2 separate regions of the Sus scrofa genome follow, and region 2 is linked to region 1. Evidence: chromatin contacts called from public Hi-C data. All regions are on one chromosome and are shown on one strand. Each heading gives the region's core, a stretch centred on a gene start, on an enhancer-like site or on the middle of the called end of the contact. The rest is flanking DNA. Distances are from core to core; before and after follow the strand shown. Region 1 holds the start of DHPS (deoxyhypusine synthase). Region 2 holds the start of C2H19orf66 (chromosome 2 open reading frame, human C19orf66).

Region 1 (2,906 bases), core at 141-2,640:
GGGAGGGATGTGGGGTGTGAGAGGAGGGGATACATCAGGCTGAGCTCCCCGGGTTTTATTTTATTTTTCTTTATTTCTTTTGTCTTTTTAGGGCTGCACCTGTGGCATATGGAAGTTCCCAGGCTAGGGGTCCAACTGGAGCTGTAGCTGCCAGCCTATACCACAGCCACAGCAACCAGGATCTGAGGCACGTCTGTGACTTACACCGCAGCTCACAGCAACGCTGGATCCTTAACCCACTGAGCGAGGCCAGGGATCAAACCCGAGGCCAGGGATTGAACCCAAGACCTCGTGAATACTAGTTGGGTTCATTACTGCTAAGTCACAACGGGAACTCCTCAACTCCCCAGTTTTTAGTCTACTAGATGAATGGAGGATGGGGGTGCGGACTGCAGGAAAATTGGGGTTAGGCTGGGAGGGAACTAAGGTGGTGAGTTTGAGATCCAAGTGGGGACCATTTAGAAGGATGCTCTGTTCTTACTACTAAGCAGGCTCATTTTCAGCCTCAGGGTCTTTACAGTGGCTGTTTTCTCCCACTAGGAGGCGGCAGAGGAATGGCTTCCTCTCCTCCCCCATCTTCACGTATGGTGCCTGCCTTTCTCTTCTGACCTTGGCTCAAATGTCACCTTCTGGGAGTCCTTTTCCAACCACCTCTCCCTCCAAATAAAATCACCAACTCTTCCATTCACCTTCCACCCCAAAGACTCTCACATCAGCCTGTTTAAATCCTAAATTGTAGTTACCATTGTTATTACCCTTCTGGGTCCCCAAACCGGCGGTTCCAGAATGGCAGGATCTGCTTCTTGTTCACTGATAAATATGCAGCACCCAACACAAAGCCCAATGTACAGTTTAGACTCCATGAATTGTAGATAGAGTGATTAAAGGGGTCCCCTCTGGACAAGACTCTATGCATGGTTAGGAGGACCAATGAAACACAGATCTCACCCTCCAGGATCTCAGCCTTGCTGGAGGGAAAGAGATAATCAGCCTTGGATCCCAGAGGAGAGCCCTTACCCAGAGAAAGGTCAGGGAAGGATTCCCAGAAGTAGGGAAGGCTGCAGCTGCCGGGGGAAGGAATACCGGAGGGTTATGCAGCATGTGGAAATTCTGGAGACTTGCAAGACCCGAATAGGGACCAGTATCCCATTTGACGCTCAGAGGCAGAAACTGTCTGATACTTCTGGTGATTCGAATTCCGTCCAAAGGTGACGTCTATGAAGCCATCCTCTCTCTGAGAGGACAGAAACGAACGAGCAAGCGCCACCCAATGCGGTGAGTCTCCAGCAGGCGGCAGTGAAAGTAAGACTCTTCATCGATTTGCGACGAGAATAAGCGAAACAGGAGATAATGACTCCTTGCGGCTTCCGTACTACGGAATACACAAGCAAAGATGGCTGCGCCCTGGCCTTCGGTCGTCGTCGGGTCATGTGACTACAAAGCATCCGGGCCTCCCCAGCCTATCGCTCTCCTACGGAAGTGCGAGCCGGGACTTAGCGCATTTCGAGGCCACCGGAGGCCTGGCCTGGCCTGCCCTGGAGTAGCTCTGATTTGAGAGCGCGGCCGCGGGAGTATGGAGGGTCTCCCGGAGAGGGAGGCGCCTGCAGCGGCGCTGGCCGCAGTATTGAAGCACAGTTCGGCTCTGCCTTCCGAGAGCGCCCAGGTCCGGGGCTACGACTTCAACCGCGGTGTGGACTACCGCGCGCTGCTGGAGGCCTTCGGCACCACTGGTTTCCAGGCCACCAACTTCGGGCGCGCGGTACAGCAAGTCAACGCCATGGTGAGGCCTGGATAAGACTTCCTGGGTTGATGGCGCGTGGCCTCCAGTAGCATTTTGCAGTACTTGGGGGCGGGACTTTCCTGGAGGCGGTTGTCTTCTTCGTCCAGTAGTTGGAAAGAGGCGGGGACAGGAGTTTCTGCTTTGTGAAGGGGACATGCCGCATTGTCAATATTCTAGTACCTGGAATGGGTTGGTACTAATGCTGGATAGGGAGCGCGTTTTATGCAGCTTGTGAAAGTGATCTGAAATGGACAGATCCTGGGGCAAGACCTTGCAGCTGAAAGAGCAGTTGAAGGAGGACCTCAAGTAAGGGCAGAATCTGAGGTTGAATTTTCCCTTCCAGTTAGGAGAGGTGTCAGGCCCGCAAAAGGGATGCTCTCCACCTCCTCAAAAGGGGTAAAGCTTGAGTATGTGACTTCAGACTTGGGCTATGAACAGGATAGAGCCTGCACAGGGGTGTTCGTTCCTTGGTTCCAGGTAGAAATGGTGCCATATCCCAGAGTGGGCAGGGCCTGGAGGGAGGAGTCTGACTCTGAAATCCACCTGGGGTCCTTGGGCTGGAGTTTGGGGCCAGAGGTTAACTCGACTCTACCCTTCCATCTAGATAGAGAAGAAACTGGAGCCACTGTCTCAGGATGAAGACCAGCATGCAGACCTGACTCAGAGCCGCCGCCCACTCACCGGCTGCACCATTTTTCTGGGCTACACATCCAATCTCATCAGTTCAGGCATTCGTGAGACCATCCGTTACCTCGTGCAGCACAACATGGTGGGGACCTGGTGGTGTTGTGGCTTTGACCTCTCTGGGTCTAAGGGGGCAATAAAATTATTGGTCCTTTAAGTGAGATAGGGAGATATGGGTCAGTTTTGTTTTGCATCAGAGCTCCCCGCAGGGGTCACTGGATGAGAATTGGGGGTTAGGAGACCTGCCTGGGATGAGGGCACAGCCCTTCTTCCTGGGCCAATCTCATTGTCTTGTGGCTGCAGGTGGACGTCTTGGTGACCACAGCTGGGGGTGTGGAGGAGGATCTCATCAAGTGTCTGGCGCCCACATACCTGGGCGAGTTCAGCCTCAGGGGGAAGGAGCTACGTGAGAATGGGATCAACAGGTGAGGGGCCCTGAGTG
Region 2 (2,842 bases), core at 333-2,832, 2.6 Mb after region 1:
TTAACCCACTGTGCAGGGCCGGGGATCGAACCTGCATCCCAGCACTCCAGGAACACCACCGATTCCGATGCGTCACAGTGGGAACTCCGGAACATTTCTATTTTTTTTTTTTTTTTTTTTTTTTAATAATATTTATTTATTTATTTATTTATTTTTGCCTTTGTCTTTTTGTCTTTTGTCGTTGTTGTTGTTGTTGCTATTTCTTGGGCCGCGCCCGAGGCATATGGAGGTTCCCAGGCTAGGGGTTGAATCGGAACTGTAGCCACCGGCCTACGCCAGAGGCACAGCAACGCGGGATCCGAGCCGCGTCTGCAACCTACACCACAGCTCACGGCAACGCCGGATCATTAACCCACTGAGCAAGGGCAGGGACCGAACCCGCAACCTCATGGTTCCTAGTCGGATTCGTTAACCACTGCGCCACGACGGGAACTCCCGGAACATTTCTATTTTTAATGTCCTTTTTTTTTTAGTCTGCTGAGGAATATCTTTATGTACTGAATACATTATTATTAAATAATCTATGGAATCTCTCAGTATAATTGTATTTGTATATAGTTTATACACAAATAGCCACCTGGGGATGGAGCTTGAACATAGGGGTGCTCACTGAAAAATGATTTTTGGAGTCATTTGTCCTAATGCAATTTAGCCCCTCAGAGGGTATTTGGCAGCATCTGGAGACACTTTCAGTTGTCTCAACTGGGGCAAGTGTGCCACTGGCATCTGGTGGGTAGAGGCCAGGGATGCAGCTCAAAACCCTACAATGCACAGGGCAGGTCCCCACCACAAAGAACCATCCAGCCCCAAGTAGAGCTGAGGTTGAGAAGCCCTAGATTAAAGCGCTAGATTCTCTTGATTCTGGGGTCTTTGCAGGACTAGCTCCCTCCTTCCCTACTCCATTCTTCGCTTAGCTGAGACCTCATACTTCAAGGATTCCTCAGAGAAGCCATTTCTGAAGCCTTCAGGCTGGGCCAGAGCCCTTCCTAAGAGCTCCTCTAGCCCCCTCTTCGCCCCCTGCTAGGTTAGAAAAGTTCGGACCCCTGGGGTTCTCAACCTTCCCATTTACAGTGTAAATTCCCTGTAATCCCCTAGACAGCCTAACTCTGGACAACTGCTAGAGACCCCGGGAATTTGTGTTCTTAACAAGCATCTCTTCCTTCCCCCCAGCTGCTTGCCCCTCCTTATCTTACACATAGTAGGTGACCCAGTGACCAGTTAAGTGTCTACAACCTGCCAGGCGCTACTAACTGCTCTACGCAGGGAATCGAATCCTGGCAAACACACACCGCCCCCGCCACCGCCCCGCCGCCAAAATACACCCAGACTGTAGCCACTACCATCATCCCATCTTACAGAGGAGTAAATTGAGGTTCAGAAAGGGGACGTGGCCAGGTAAGAGACTCAGAGCAAGAAAGGGGTCCAGGTGCTGAATACTGCCTGATTCCCGGGGAGGGGAGGGGATGGAACAATGAAATGGGGGGGCGCGAGCTAACGGGGGCGCGGAAACTCGCCGCGGCCTTCCGATGCGGCCCCACCCCCACGAGGGACGTGAAGACGCGGACCCCGCGCAGCGTGGGGACATGTGACCGACTGCAGAGGCCGCGCTGCCTCCCCCGCCCGAGGTCTGCGCGCTCCGCCGCAGGGTGCAGATCGGTGGCGCCCGCCTGGGTTTGGGGCGCAAGAGCAGAGGCGGAGCCAAGGCGGAGCCAGCGCGCCCCGTCCCCCCTTTCCCTATCGAAAGCGAAACGGAGGGCCGGAAAGGAAGGGCGGAGCCCGCCTGGAGGCCCCGCCCCCTGCCCTGCGCGGCGGCAGGACCGACGGGCGCGCCCAGGTAGGGGGTCGCTGAGCGCGCAGTGCGGACCCTCGCTGGGACCTGCGCCGCCACCATGTCTCAGGAAGGTGTGGAGGTAGGAGATGGCTGCCAGTGGGCCGGGGGCCTGCGAGAGATGCTGGGGAGGAGTTCGGGGCGCGAAAGGGGCTTCGCAGTTCCTGGGGACTCCATCTGAAACCCAGACCAATCCTTAGGCTGGCACTCGTTCCCCTCAGAAAGGAGAGTGGCCACCACATGCCCTAGAGCGAAATGCGGCCTCCTCGAGGAAAAGCGGAGGCTGCTGGGTCAAGGGTCAGAGGCCAGGGGTTACCTGGCGGGCCTCCTCTCTTAGCCTAGGACGCTCACCCTGGTCCGCTCCCTCCCCCAGTGCCTTGTAGGGACTTTGGCTTTTTCCAGGAAATGCAGTAGAGGGATTGGGGGGGGGGGGGTGCTGTGCAGAAGCCAAAACCAAGGGTCAAGTTCAGGCCAAGAAAAAGGATGCCTAGGGATGGGGGAAGGGCCATCGCTCCTCTCCTTCCTCCTTCGGAGCCCCCTGTCCCCACCCCAGCTGGAGAAGAGCGTCCGGCGCCTCCGGGAGAAGTTTCATGGGAAGGTATCCCCCAAGAAGGCGGGGACTCTGATGAGGAAATTTGGCAGCGACCACACCGGAGTGGGGCGCTCCATCGTGTACGGTGAGCAGGCCGGATCGAGGGCCTGGTGGGGGTTCTGCAGAGGAGCACTGGAGGGGGGTGTGGTCTGTGTTGGGGGTAGAAAGAAGCGATGAGATCATCTCTTTGGGGAGCGGTCTGTATCAGGGGTTCTGGGGACACTGAAACTCCCACAAGATCTTTCAAGGGCCCTTCACTTACACTTACTCTCCCCACCAGGGGTAAAGCAGAAAGATGGACAGGAACTGAGTAATGACCTGGATGCCCAGGTAAACTGTCCCTCTCCCTCAAAGGATGTGCTAAGGGGAGGGAGAACAGAAGGGTAAGCTCATTCACGCTGAGCCCCCGCTGTGCACTGTCA

Evidence for each region. Hi-C and Micro-C count contacts between places; a contact is called where the count stands out from the background.
Region 2: a contact with region 1 is called in a Hi-C map of epiblast stem cells, with 2.6 times the contacts expected there. The contact joins the promoter of C2H19orf66 here to the promoter of DHPS in region 1. A contact is called at or near these places in 2 of 5 promoter capture datasets (fetal liver and liver) and 1 of 47 Hi-C or Micro-C datasets (epiblast stem cells).

Annotation. Positions count from the first base shown.
Region 1 is chr2:66,301,985-66,304,890 of Sscrofa11.1, forward strand. It overlaps DHPS (deoxyhypusine synthase), which reads left to right and starts at 1,391. Exons shown (of 9, transcript XM_003123318.5): 1 at 1,391-1,780; 2 at 2,385-2,549; 3 at 2,768-2,889. The coding sequence starts at 1,574. GNG14 reads right to left here and starts at 1,141. Exons shown (of 3, transcript XM_021083731.1): 1 at 1,018-1,141. The coding sequence starts at 1,101.
Region 2 is chr2:68,940,664-68,943,505 of Sscrofa11.1, forward strand. C2H19orf66 (chromosome 2 open reading frame, human C19orf66) reads left to right here and starts at 1,583. Exons shown (of 8, transcript NM_001244321.1): 1 at 1,583-1,910; 2 at 2,382-2,505; 3 at 2,701-2,750. The coding sequence starts at 1,890.